Regions from separate parts of the Mus musculus genome. Here region 1 is linked to region 2. Evidence: chromatin contacts called from public HiCAR-type data. All regions are on one chromosome and are shown on one strand. Each heading gives the region's core, a stretch centred on a gene start, on an enhancer-like site or on the middle of the called end of the contact. The rest is flanking DNA. Distances are from core to core; before and after follow the strand shown.

Evidence for each region. HiCAR-type assays count read pairs that join an accessible place to other places.
Region 1: a contact with region 2 is called in a HiCAR-type map of embryonic stem cells, with 6 times the contacts expected there. The contact joins two enhancer-like sites. A contact is called at or near these places in 1 of 15 datasets of contacts at CTCF or cohesin (large pre-B cells), 1 of 484 Hi-C or Micro-C datasets (embryonic stem cells), 3 of 115 datasets of contacts at active chromatin or transcription factors (all in embryonic stem cells) and 1 of 9 other capture datasets (embryonic stem cells).

Annotation. Positions count from the first base shown.
Region 1 is chr5:20,672,742-20,679,593 of GRCm38.p6, reverse strand. All of the region lies in intron 22 of Magi2 (membrane associated guanylate kinase, WW and PDZ domain containing 2), which reads right to left. Among named protein-coding and RNA genes, the nearest start is that of Gm52763, 5.4 kb to the left of the region's middle. Within about 2 kb of position 2,908, at least 76 of the 459 cell types and tissues checked have an H3K27ac peak or open chromatin away from gene starts, as enhancers often do. A contact at or near this core is called in embryonic stem cells, where this site is marked.
Region 2 is chr5:20,466,357-20,473,169 of GRCm38.p6, reverse strand. All of the region lies in intron 10 of Magi2 (membrane associated guanylate kinase, WW and PDZ domain containing 2), which reads right to left. Among named protein-coding and RNA genes, the nearest start is that of Gm52764, 73 kb to the left of the region's middle. Within about 2 kb of position 2,544, at least 4 of the 459 cell types and tissues checked have an H3K27ac peak or open chromatin away from gene starts, as enhancers often do. A contact at or near this core is called in embryonic stem cells, where this site is marked.

The DNA of each region.
Region 1 (6,852 bases), core at 1,659-4,158, 210 kb before region 2:
CTTCCTGAGAAAAGGCTCACCTTCAAGTCTATTATTTGGGGATGTGTTTTCAAAACTGAAAATGCTATAGAAGGCTATGGACTATCTCCCAGTGTGCTCAATGGCCCTGATGTTCAGTGTGGAATTTGGGCTGGGAGATGTCTGCACAGTGTGGTGAGCTCTCTGAAACTGTGTGCTGGCGTTATTGGGCTTCAGTAGGATCTGATGCAAGTTTTAGGAATACAGCTGGCCTCCTGACCCCCTGACCACAATCTCTGTTTATATCCACCTGAAACCACTGACGAAGCTGGATACAGGGTGTCTCAGAGGCTGGCTGTTGTTACCTTTCTCCTTTTTAGCATTTAAGCTTGAATGAGTCAAGCAAGTCAAAGGGATTTGTAATGGCTGCATGGGCCAGTCTTCACAGTCAACATTCCCCACTGTGATTGGCTCAGGATGAGGAAAAGAACAACCCACTTTTATTCTTGGCAACATCTTTCCCTGGGACACAGGAAATGCCACAATGTACCAAAGAGGCAATAGTTATAAATACATTAGGAGGGGTAGGTTCGAGCCCCCAAAAGTTAAGAGGATGTACATAGATATAGTTACTAGTTTTATTAAGCTTATTTCTTTCCCCTAAACTCTTTTCTCCCTCTTGCTCCAGCTCCACTCACTCTGACCCCTCTTGCTTAAGCCCAAAAAGCTTAAGCTTTTTGTTTTGTTTTGTTTCTCATTACAGATGGTTGTGAGCCACCATGTGGTTGCTGGGACTTGAACTTATGACCTCCGGAAGAGCAGTTGGTGCTCTTAACTCCCAAGCCATCTCACCAGCCCCAAAGTTTCCCCTATACTCTTAACTGGAAACAGATTAAGAGATCAGGCGCACTCAGTGACTGTACCAGGCCGGTTATTCATGTGTAAATCTTTCTTAGCACTTCAAGTTCAAGCCCTTTACTTGAGTTCTTTCATCTTGCCAGCATAGCTTGATTGAAGGTAAATGGGAGAGGGTATGATTTTTGCTCTAATGTACCTCAGATTATGAGGAATCTCTATTCTATCATTTTATAGGAAACTTTCATGAAAATGGTGTGATTTTCCTCCCCCAGATTTACAGCTCTATTAATGTTTCCTTTTCAGGACCTAAACCTCTAAGGCCGTCTCTCTCTTTACATGTGTGTTATCAGTTATTCCTGAGTGGACTATTGCTGCTTTTAGTAGTATATGTGTACAGGGGAGTGTGTGAGTCTATGCGCATGTGCCTGCAGATCTGGGGAGGAGTGTGTGCAGAGGCCGGAGGGTAACTGTGGGAGTCAGTTCCCCCTTTCCACCATGTTATCCTGGGTTTGGAGCTTAGGCTGTCAGGCTTAGCAGCCTTTACCCAGGAACCATCTCCTTGGCCAAGAGCCATAGTTAATAATTTTTTTTGTAAATTAAAGATTTATTATTTTTAAATTATGTGTATTTTCTGTGGGTATGCACACCTGAGTATCAGTACCAGAGGAGACCAGGGGAACTGGAGTTACATGCATCCTAACTGCTGAGCCATCTCTCCAGTCCCATCATGTTTAATCTTAATGTAGAACTATAATATAGTTTTTATTTTTGTCTTGTTTTTATAATAGCATTATGGAAGACTGATTGGTGTGGGAATAGAATGAGAGATAATTAATTATCTCCCTTGACAAATATTTTGATTTGGAGTGTCTATTAGAAGAACACCAGTGTCAATGAACTAGATAAGGTAGAATGCTACTGCTGTGTGTGTAATATGTGTGTGTGTATGTGAGAATGTATGTGTATGTAAATATGTGTTGTGTGTATGTGAGTGTATATGTGAGTATGTATGTGTGTGTATGTAAGTCTGTGTGTATGTGTATGCATGTGTGTGTATGTGTATATGTGTGTGTGAAGCTGGTGACAAATAGGACGCCCACTAAAATAATGACTGAATCAATGTCAATGTCAAGGTGACCATACTAAGGACCTAAGTGTCATGTTTTGATACAAGAGGGAATTAAGGCCAAACATGATTGGAAAAGAGTCAGGCACTTCATACTGGAAGGATGACTAAATTGGAGGTGTGTAAGAGAGCTCCCTGCCCCTGCCCCACCTTTGTTTCTGCTTCACCCTTTATTCAAACAGTGAGGAAGTTATTCTCATCCATGAGGCAGAACAATGGGCTGCCCCTGGGAGCAGGAGCAGCACATGCATTCCGAACCTTGTCTTCCGTTTTGACCTTGTAGAGTTTTGACCTTGTAGAGTTCACATTCTAGGGAAAGAGCACACTTAAAGAAATGACTATGGTGACTCTAACAGACCTGCACGTGGAATGGTATAAAGATAGATGAATGCTTCTTAGAAATACATTTTTGTGTTAATGCATCTGAATAATGATGGTATTCTCCTGAGCCTTTTGTGTTCCTGTCAACAATTTTATGGCTATGCACATATGTGGGATGGCCTCTGCCTCCATCCGAGATCTGAAGATTGCAGCTGAACTTCAATTTCATTTACAAGGTGCGGTTTTCTTAACAAGAGCAAGGAAGCAAACCAAAGTGCCTTCATTTCTAAATTGCCAAGATTAGGTGGATACAAAAATGAAAGTGAGTGAAGGCCTCAGGATCCTGGCCTTCCTTCTTTATCATTTCCTTGACTCTTAAGGCACAGAACACACAGGTCTCTTGGAAAGAGGCGAGCCTGTGAGAGTGATCTCAGTGCTGTTCTGAAACTGCTTCCTGCTCTTCTTTACACCTCAAACTGAGGGAAGGCCCCCCACGGTCCTCTCAGGCGGCTGCAGTCCCTTTGTTTCCAGCTGCTGTTTGTCTGTTTGTTCCTTTCCATTGGGCTCAACAGTGTCTGTAACTGGAACCAGAGCTGGATGAAGTGCAGTTTGTTTATAACTGACGTGGCTTCACTGTGAGACGTGCTGGCTTTTCCTGTAATTGAAGGTCTTTAGTGACCATGGCAACATGCTTATTAGCTACCAAGGTCAGTGAGTGTTCTGCTCGTTTGTTGGTGAACTGCAGCTGACTTCCCTGGAGGGTATTTAGGGGACTCTGAAGCCTTATTCCATGCCATCAACAATCTAGGTGGGAGAGCCCACACCCCTCTTCCATCCTGCCGTATACTCAGCTCTAATACATTTGCCTCATGATACCTGAACTGTCCTATCCTCCTACGACAGGAACCAAGAACCAGATGGTGTCTGGTGCTCCAGACCTGGCAGTCTTGTAGCTATGGAAACTGAAAAATGAACACATAGTTGAGCCATGGAGTAGCTAGGAATATAATGCCAAAGCAGGGCAGCTCCAGAAAGAACCAGAGACAGTCATGTGCCCAGTGAGTGTCAGGGACAAGGGATGAGCAGAGGTCTCCTGGGACATGACAGGGGAGGTTGCTTGCCTCTCAACTTTGAGGTGTCTTCCATATGTACTATCCAAACGTTGTAATCAGGAGGGCAGAATTAGCCAACAGCTCCATTTGAAGCTAAATATCAGCACTGATTTCTGACAGGATTAACTATGGCCAAATCATGGGGTCACACTGGGAGCTCTGTGGAGGTTATTTTTAATCAACCTTCCCCACCAGGTAATTTATGAAAGTGCTAATAAGAAAGAACAATGTTAGCTTTTGACCAACGGAATAATGGTGGCAGCAGCTTTCTGATTTGGAGAGCAGGAACGATCTAAATCAAAATCTGTAATTAAAAAGGATAATGACTTCTAAATTAGTTTTTATTAATAGAATTAAGCCATGCTAGGTCTTAGATGATATCATAAATTTGATATTAAAATGCTCATCCTTAATGAAAACATATATGGGCTGAATAATTTAAAAGTCACATACTGCATGTTGGTTTATAACAATAAATATATTAATGAGCAATGTGACTTAGTTTGAAGAACCCGTATTGCCAGATAAGTATTTGTGGCTGCTTGTAGATCTGTGTCATATATAGACTAAAGTCATACTACCAGGGAGAAGTTTGACAGACTGGTCAGAGAATGGCCATTCCTTACAAATAGCCTCAGGCTGCCCTCTGTGTTCTGTGTGTCTGGTCTGAATAAGAGGGGACAAAATCAGTCAGGATGATTAGATTGTCCCACAAATAACATTCATCCAGAAGGGCTACTGAAATGAGGGGCAGTGGGATCTGCTTCCCTGGCTCTAAGTGTCTGGTTTCAAAGCCTTGAGAAGCTAAGGCAGGGCACTGCCTGGGGCAGGAAATGAACAGAGCACCTCTCAGTTGGAGTCTTGGCAGCAGGCTGCCTGTTGAAGGCTACTGAGCTTGCTTGGATTTTCTGATGATGACTTTGTCATCTGTCCTTTACTTCTGCCATCTTGGCTCCTCCACTTCCTCCTCTGCTGCCAATCACAGGGAAAGTCCAGGATAGGTTCTCTGGTCTTTCTTTATCAGGTACTGGTAAGATCTTGTTTCTGCTGACCTCTCTACCCCCCCAGCACCCCCCCCCCCCCCATGTAGGGGTGTGCTAGCATTTCTCACTACCTGGAAAGACACAATGTTAGTGTCTTCTAGTTCCCCCTCACTAATACAGGGCTTGAGTTCTCACGGCCAGGCGCACTAGACTTTACAGTGTCTGGTGTAAAGCAAGGGTTCTTCTTGGTCTCCATCCATTAGAGGATGAGCCTGAAAGTAAATCTCTTCCTGGCCTTAAATTATTCCAGGGGAATTTCTAGTAAATACAGGAAACACCAGGGAATAAAAAAAAGAAGAAAAAAAAAAACCCAACAAGAGAAAAATCAACAGCTTCGAGATTTGGCCTCCAGACTAGTGATGACCTGCCTGTATTTGAAGGACTAAAGGAGATCCATGAGGTAAAGGGGAAGCGGCTACACAATCGCGTCTGTTTTACTAGCTTGGCCAACGCAGGGCTTCTCGATGGGAGGGGCCATTGGCAACTGGAGACAGAGGGCAGATTAAGTTCATTTCCGACTCAGAGCAGGAAGAGCTGAGGCCTGCAGTTGAAGCTTTCTGCTTCTGGTTTTTACTTAGCACCCCTACCTAACTCTGTACAGGCTATTCCTGCCTGAATCCCTCTATGAAATGCTCGACCACCACAAATCTCTGCTGAGGACTGCCATACTTGCACCTGTAACCTGTTCTTTCCTGTGATCAACGGTTGCAGAGAGAATTGCAGTTCCATGATGTTGCAGTGGTTGTGGGACAGCACCTAACAGGCTTTATAACACCATTTCTCCACCCTAGTTGTGGATGTGGGGGGGTGAGGGCGGGGCCTGGGGAGGGGGAGGGACATCTATTAGAACTTGATAAAGAAAACCCACCAGGTGCAGCTTGCCAGGCTGTACCCGATGGCACCCTCTAAGAATATACCTGGAGGAGCAAAACTACCAATGCTTTGCTTCTTTCCAAGCATTACAGGGACGTCTCAATGTTTTCTTATTTGGTTCAGAAGAGGAAAATGAGACCTCCAAGTGCTCAGGATCTCACTAAACACTGGTGCTTTTCAGGATTGATATCTGTAATTTTCCACACGTGTGTGCTCTTGGCAGTGAGATGCTCACACTACAATTGGGTGGTCCTATGAAATATGCCACTGTTTCTCTTTCCAAATACCGTCTCCTACTTTGGGGCTGATAATGAAAGCTGTATATTTATGCAAAGGGATCAATAAATCTTTCACAAGAGAGGAATTCACCAGGTAAAGATGTCCAAATTTTCTCTTTTTTTAATCTAAAGACATCTTCCCAACCCATACTTGTATCAATTATTTATTTCTGTGTCACAACTCTGTTTGCACAACACATTCTCATACTTGATTTTGCCCTTGAATGGTTTTTACCCTTAGCTGAACCTATCCAAGCCTTAAGGATGATGTCCTATTCAAGTTGTCTTATTGTAGACCAATGTTTTAAACTAGTATTCTAATTCATTTAGGTAGTCTCTGTTTTCCACATCAAAGATTCTTCAAATGAAACCAATGTTAAAAGAAGGAAGGAAGGAAGGAAGGAAGGAAGGAAGGAAAAAAGGAAGGAAGAAAGGAAGGAAGGAAGGAAGGAAGAAAGGAAGGAAGGAAGGAAGGAAAAAAGGAAGGAAGGAAGGAAGGAACGAAGGAATGAAGGAAGGAAGGAAGGAAGGAAGGAAGGAACGAAGGAAGGAAGGAAGGAAATGTCCCCTAAACAGGTTGAATATGAATGAATCCCCTTAGTTTGGCCAAGGCGGTCCTGAAGACTAGGCATGGCACTTTCTAAACATTCCTGTTTCAAACTTCAGCTGCCTGATGAGCAGTCAATAGCGCGATTAGACAGAGGAGAGACTTGCAATCTTGGCTTTTTGGGTGAGGCCGTCAGAAATTTCCTTTGTGTCTTCCGTGTCTCAGTTATCCTCCTCACACACATCCTCTTTACAGACATCTTCCTCACAGACATCCTCCTCACAGTTATCCTCCTCACATTTATCCTCCTCACACACACCCTCCTCACACACATCCTCCTCACAACATCCTCCTCACACACATCCTCCTCACACACATCCTCCTCACAGACATCCTCCTCACAGACATCCTCCTCACACACATCCTCCTCACAGACATCCTCCACACACATCCTCCTCACAGTTATCCTCCTCATACACACCCTCCTCACACACATCCTCCTCACAGTTATCCTCCTCACAGTTATCCTCCTCACACACACCCTCCTCACACACATCATCCTCACACACATCATCCTCACACACATCCTCCTCACACACATCCTCCTCACAGACATCCTCCTTACACACATCCTCCTCACACACATCCTCCTCACACACATCCTCCTCACACACATCCTCCTCACAGTTATTCTCCTCACAGACATCCTCCTCACACACATCCTCCTCATACACAC
Region 2 (6,813 bases), core at 1,295-3,794:
GGTTCAAAGAGTGTTCATTCAAAGAAAGTCACCCTGACCATTGCCGCCGCTATGCAAATATGCTATTGTTAGAGGCTCTTAGAAACTGTCTTGAGAGATAACCTGCACAATTACCAGGTATTCCTTGTGACACTTGTGACTTTGCACTTCCTTGGGACTCTTAACTGGTATCTGGTATTTTCCAACAACGCCCTCCCCACTTCCTTGAGTTGTGGTTTCTTCCTTTAAATACCCCCTTACCTAGCTACTTGGGGCACCACGGTCCTCTACCCCTGCGTGGTGTATGACTGTGGGCCCCAGAGTGCTCTTGAATAAAAAAATCCTCTTGCAGTTTGCAGCAAGACTGTTTCTTGTGAGTGATTTGGGGTGTCGCCTCTCCTGAGTCAGAACGTGGGGGAGTCCTCACATTGTGGGTCTTTCAGGACAAGTATGCGAGAAGGCTGAACCCATATCAAACTAACAACAGATGGGACTTCTCAACTTGATAAGGGGCGTCTAAAATCCCTCTACCTAATATCATACTAAAGAGTACAAGACTGATGCTTCCCCCTAAACCCAGTAACAGCAACAAAAAGGGACATCTGCTGATAAGACATCTGTTTAACATCACACTTGAAAAGGTAGCTAGTTAGCTTTAACCAAAAACTTTAAGTTGTCTAGAGTCATAGGGCAGAAGAGCCCTAGACATGCCTGGGGTTAGGGGGTTACTTTGTTAACTAACTGATGGGGGAGGGCCCAGCCAACTGTGGGTAGTATCAACTTACACTTAGGGAGCTGGTATAAGTTGGCCTGCCATTCAGCTGGCAAGCATTACTTCTGATGATTCCTGCTATACTTCTTTGGCTGTGAAGTTTCCCTTGGTGGAAAGTAATGCTATGAGGGAATAGGAGACAGGCATGCCTTTAAGTTCCTGCCTTACTTCTCTCAGTGATAGAATGTGATGTAGAACTGTGAGCTGAAATAAACCATTTCGTTCCCTAAGCTGCTCTTGATCAGAGTGTTTTCTCACAGCATGGGAATGAAAATAAAAGTGTAAGTCAAGGAAAAGATACCAGGGCCATACAAATGTAGAAAAAGGAAAGAAGAACAACTTGCTAGACAATATAATTATATAGACCACATTACAGAATGATGAAAAATCAGATATGCTTACATATATTGGCCATAAATAATTTGAAAATGACATTAAGAAAACAGTTATTAAGAGTACTGGCTGCTTTTGAAGAAGATCTTGGTTCGATTCCCAGCACCAGCATGGCAGATCACAACTGTGCATGTCTCTAGTTCTAGGGCATCTGATGCCCTCTTCTTACTCCCTAGGTATCAAGAATGAGCATGAGGCACAGAAGACATACATGAGAGCAAAACACTCACAACATAAAATAAATCTAAAATAATAAAATAGAGTAGGGAGACCCTCAACAAAAGAAGTCCATGGTCTGTACATAGAAGACCATGACCTTGCTGAGAGAACCTGGAGGAGACTTAAGCAAGTATGGAGATATGTCAGAGTTGGGGTTTAGAAGTTCAGTTTTCAGTTGGAAAGCTGTTCTGTAGTACCATGATCTCAGCAGGTCTTTTATTAAACAGAGGAAGTACAAAGCCTTAGGAAGCAGGAGTTGAAGAAGCAGCCTGCCTCCATCTTAGGCTTAAGCGGCCGTTTTATAGTAACAACAAATTAGGTTCATTCCTACTTATGATTAAATCTGTTTCTCAAGGATTGGGCTGTGCCTCACCTGTAACCATAACCACCGAATGGTTCTGTATTGCCTGGCAATCATGTCTTTGTTTTAAAAGTTGTTTATAACAACCTTGCAATCCTATCTTTGGTTCTAAAGGTTATGTGACCATGTATGACTGACTATCTTGTTATGACTGCCTGTTATGTTTACATTGTGTTTTTTTGTTTTGTTTTGTTTTGTTTTGTTTTGTTTTTGAGATAGGTTTTTCTCTCTATAGACTTGGCTATACAGAGGTCTGTGGGATATAAAACCATGCCGGGGAGCTTGGTAAGGTAGAGCAGGTTGAGACTCGGAGACTCGGTGGTCACAAACCTGAGGCTTAGGTGACTCCCAGCTCTCTGCCAGACTCCTGACTTGGAGTGCCATGTTCCTCACATAAAACAAACATGCCCCATGGTCACATAGGCCCAAAACAGAGTTCTCCATGCTAATGAGGTACCTAGAGGACTGGAGGGCTTAGCCAATAAGCTTCCCTTTCTAGACATTCCTCTCTGCAAAAGGTATTTAATCTTACCCTGAGAAGTGGGATATGGTTTTGCACATCTGACTCTTTTCATCAAGATCCTCTGTGGGGAGCCATGAAGAAGGCCTTCAGCTACAGAGTGGCAGCCTAGTCTCCTGCAGAGGCCTTTTTCTGCAGGGCCCCTAACTATGTTCTCTGCTCTTCTGTGACTCCCAGTGGTGCCTGGATGGCCAAGGGCCTGAGAACTCCACCACCCAGCCACCTCACCCCAGACAGCTCTGGCTTTCCCACCCTGGAGCCATGCCTAAGCACTTCCCCACAGCCCTGCACCCCCTGGTGGCAGTGTGGTGTTAGTACAGCAAGCACAGTCCACCTCCCCAAGAGGCCATGCCCAATGGCAGGGTGGATGTGGGCCTAGAGTGATCTTTCTCTGCCCATTTTTGGAATTAACAGAGTACCAAGTCACAGATGGAACATCTACATCACACTTCCTGAGCCTCAAGGCCAGGGAACATTTCAAAAGGAGGGATGGAAAGATTTTAAGAACCAGAGGTTGGAGAGGATCCAAGCAAAATAGTGTCTTCTGGACAGGACAATTGCTCTCATGAACTCAGAGCACCTGTGATTGCCTACATGAGAAGTGCACAAAACCAAGCCGGTCAACATTCTGGGATGAAAGGGTTAGGGGCTCAGGAGCCTTCAATCCTAACGGATGAGCTATTGACAGTGGATGGCTTCTTGAGAGGGAGAGCCACTTTCCTTTAAGGCACCTAAGGCCACTCATGCTCAAGTGGATGGCACTACACCCAGGCATGTATGGGTGACACTAATTTGATCTTGAGGGTTATTAAAAGTTGGAGGGGGAATGAAGTTGGAATAGAGAGGGGAGGTAGGGTGGGTCTGGGAGAAGTTTCTATTTCTATGCAAATGAAAGGTCCAGGAAGAGCCAAAACAATTTTGTACAGGAGGAGAATTTGGAGGACTCACACCGATTTCAAGATTTAACACAAAGCTACTGTAATCTAGAAAGTCTTACATTAACATAAGAATATGCGTGCAGACTGGGGGGACTGAGTAGAGGATTTGGAAACAAACATCACAAAAGCCAAGGCCAGTCAATAACAAAGAACAGGTTTTGTGGTTTTCGCCAGCAAACAGTGCTAGAACAATTGTCTATATTTGTGCAAAAAATAAAATGAATTTAAGTCCACAATTCTACATAAGAATTAACTTTAAATTGGTTTATATATAGGCACTACGTATAGGCGCTAAAGCTTTAGAATTCCTAGAAGAAAACATGGGAAAAACTTTGTGATTTTTAGGTTAAGCAAAGATGTGACAGGAAATGACCCATGCTAAAATGAGCCTGGTCCACTTAAATTCACCCACTCTAGACCTCCTGTGCTTCTGCATCAAAGACACCAAGAAGACGATGGATAGATAAGCCATGAACCTGAGGGAAGCATTTGTAAATCATCTGTCTTAAAAACACAGCTCAGATTTGTATATGCAATGAGCTTTTGTAACTTAGGATGACAAAGAGAGCTGTTAGCTGTGACAGAGACTCACCTAGCAAGCATCAGGCTCAATTCTCAGTAAAAGAAAAAAAAAAAAGGAAGGAAAAGTGATAAATAGTTCAATATAGAACTGGGAAAATACTTGATGGCACATAAGAGTTTATGAATGCCGATAAGCACATAAGAACATGAAAAGAATAGAGAAATGAAAGTTAAACCCGTGGAAAAGTCTCAGTAAGTACACTACCAATAAAGCGACTGCGCTGAAGACTACTAAACCAGAAGACTGGAGAAACCCTGGGCAGAAACTGGGACTCAGACAGTGCTAAGGGAATATAAAAACTAGCCATGCTTGAAAGCCATTTAGACAATTTATTAATAGCCTAAATATATTTTTAATATAACCATTTCTGGGCATCTACTCCCCAAAATGAGAACATCGGCACAAGAAACAGTTGAAGCCAAAAGTTCATAAATATATTATTCATAAATGCCCAGAGATGAAAACGACTCAAATAACTACCCATAGTGAGTAGATTAATGAAAGGCCCTGTGAGTACTAAAGGGTAGTAAGAGAAACCAGCTTTTCATCCGTGTATATCTGTTAGGTGATTCTCAATAGCATTATGCTAAATAAAACGCTATGTGATGTTAGTCATAAAAATATTATTGAAAGGTGGAACTATTTAGAGAAGCAGATTAGTTGTTCTTTGTGGCTGACGGTAGGAGAGGAGAGGGTGACAAGCAGATCCGGGGAGCTTGGGGTGAAGGATGCTCTAAGAGGGATGGTGCTCATTATGCAACTACACCATGTCTGGAGAACATAATGAACTATATACCTGCAGTTGACAAATGATATGTATATAAATGACACCACATGATACATGTCTAACCAGTTAAATATAGCCTTCTAACCAAGACATTTTAAAGTAAGACACACATGCATGATGTGATTCCGTCCATATTAGAGCATATGTTTTATATATGTGCCAAACAGTCGGCATACTTTCTATAGGTACACATACAAACCCCTCTATGAAAGAGTGGAAGGATAGGTAGGGTAGAAATTTTTTTGTTGTGTGCTTTTGGAATTAGTTACCAAAAAAATAAATAAATAAAAAATAAAAAAATCAACTACCTGAATCATTGCTTTATAAACAAAGGCTCTAACAAAAAGGACAATCAGCCATGGTCCTGAAATGAGGAGGTCTTTGCTCATCAGAATGAGGCCATAAGCCAAAACCAGATAACCAACATGAAGGTCATCGCTCAAACACGGGGGTGGGGGGGTGGGGGGGGAGTGGGTGGGTCGGGGGGGTGGGGTGGGGTGGTGGTGGTGTAGCGGGACACTCCTGCTACCTTCAGAGGGGAGTGGCCGCTGTAGGAATTCTGGGAACCTCTAAATGTTTCTAGCAAGGATGTCCAGATTCCACAGTTCTGTACTTGGAAGAAAGCAAAGGCTTCACCCACCCCCAAACAAACAAAGAGCAGCAGACAGAAGTCTCATGGCTAGGGCTCTAAGTGAGTGATCAGAGAGGCTATGGAAGGGGAGGAGGGAGAGCATGTGCGCGCACACACACAGTAGAATGCTTCCAGAAAGGCACACATTACAGTAATAGCAAGGATTTCAAAGCATTTTCCTGATAAGTCACAATTTAAAAGAAGCCATTTTATATATAAGAAAATGTTTAAATATCTTTCTGTGAGCCAAACAATGGCTACAATACAGCAATTTTCAGTTATACCACTTAATATTAGAAATATTGTCCAAAATTTGAGTTTTCAATTGAACATTAGCAATACTCGTCTGTTTAAATTAGAAACATTTCTATTAATCTTAAACAAGCTATGCAAGAAGTCAAAATATGCTGTCAATAGTTAATTACCAAAACTCATGTGCTATTTTATAACAATGCCCCAAGAAGGAGAAATGTGTGATTATTTTGTTATCCTATTAATTTTCCCTTGGTAATGGGAACTTGGTATAGTGTTGCTCACAAATGCATAGTATTTGGTGAATCAACAATGTATTATTTCCCTGAAGGGAAAAAAGCTGCAGAGAGGGCTACATAAATCATAAATGGTACTTCTTTCAGCTCTGACTTCTTTTACTCGCATTTAAAAATCACAGGCTTCCCATGCTGTTTTGAGAGCTTTGAATAGGAGATCACGTATGTGAACCACACAGGTGTTTTGTGCGTGACTGCCCCACGGTATTGCTTCTCCTGCTTCTCTGATGAAGCTTTAGGGCCTGTTTAGAGTCAGCAGACAAGTACTGAGTGATACACCTGCCCTGAGCCACTCAAGATAGTAAGAATGTTACCATGAGTTGACATGACATTGCAACCCTGCTGTGACAATCATATAGCTGAGAATCAAGGACTTCAAGTCCTAAGCCCTGTTAACAGGTCGGGAAGGGAATTGGGTGTCGGTCTGCGCCATGTCCTTAATATCAACAGAGACATATGGAAGGGCCCTTAGTTTTACTCCATTCATTTTCTTACAAAGGCTAGAGAAGAGAGTGATGAGGACGGAAGCGCCCAGCATTCTCTTAAATTGGGTTCCGCTTTCTTCTTGGAGCTCCCAGTCTGGACCCCGTTCCATCACTTTCTACCTGGTTCATGGCAGACACAGTTATCCACAGTGGTGGATACTTGTGTCCCATTTTAGTGGAACCCATACTTACTTATTTTTCTGGAATCAGCTCTCAGTGGTCCTTAACAGGATTATCAGAACACTTGTATTTGTAGGAGCTGACTGGCCTCCCCTCTGCTGGCCTGGAACCCCACATACAACTTTTAGTATTGCTTTCTCTAGAAAGCAGGCTTCTCAGTCAATCAACAGGCACAGGCTGAGATCTGCACAACTGACCTTTGTGACAAAACATAACATGTCCATAGCTGGAGCTTATTCTTTATATTACAAATCCATATTGTTTTGTTAGTAAGCCTGAAAGTACTACTATCATAGTGTTTAATGTAAGTAAGGTAAAGGGAGCATTGCAAATACTCACCAATCTGGATCCTAAATTCACATTTGTCTTTCTGCCTCTATTATTATTATTATTATTATTATTATTATTATTATTATT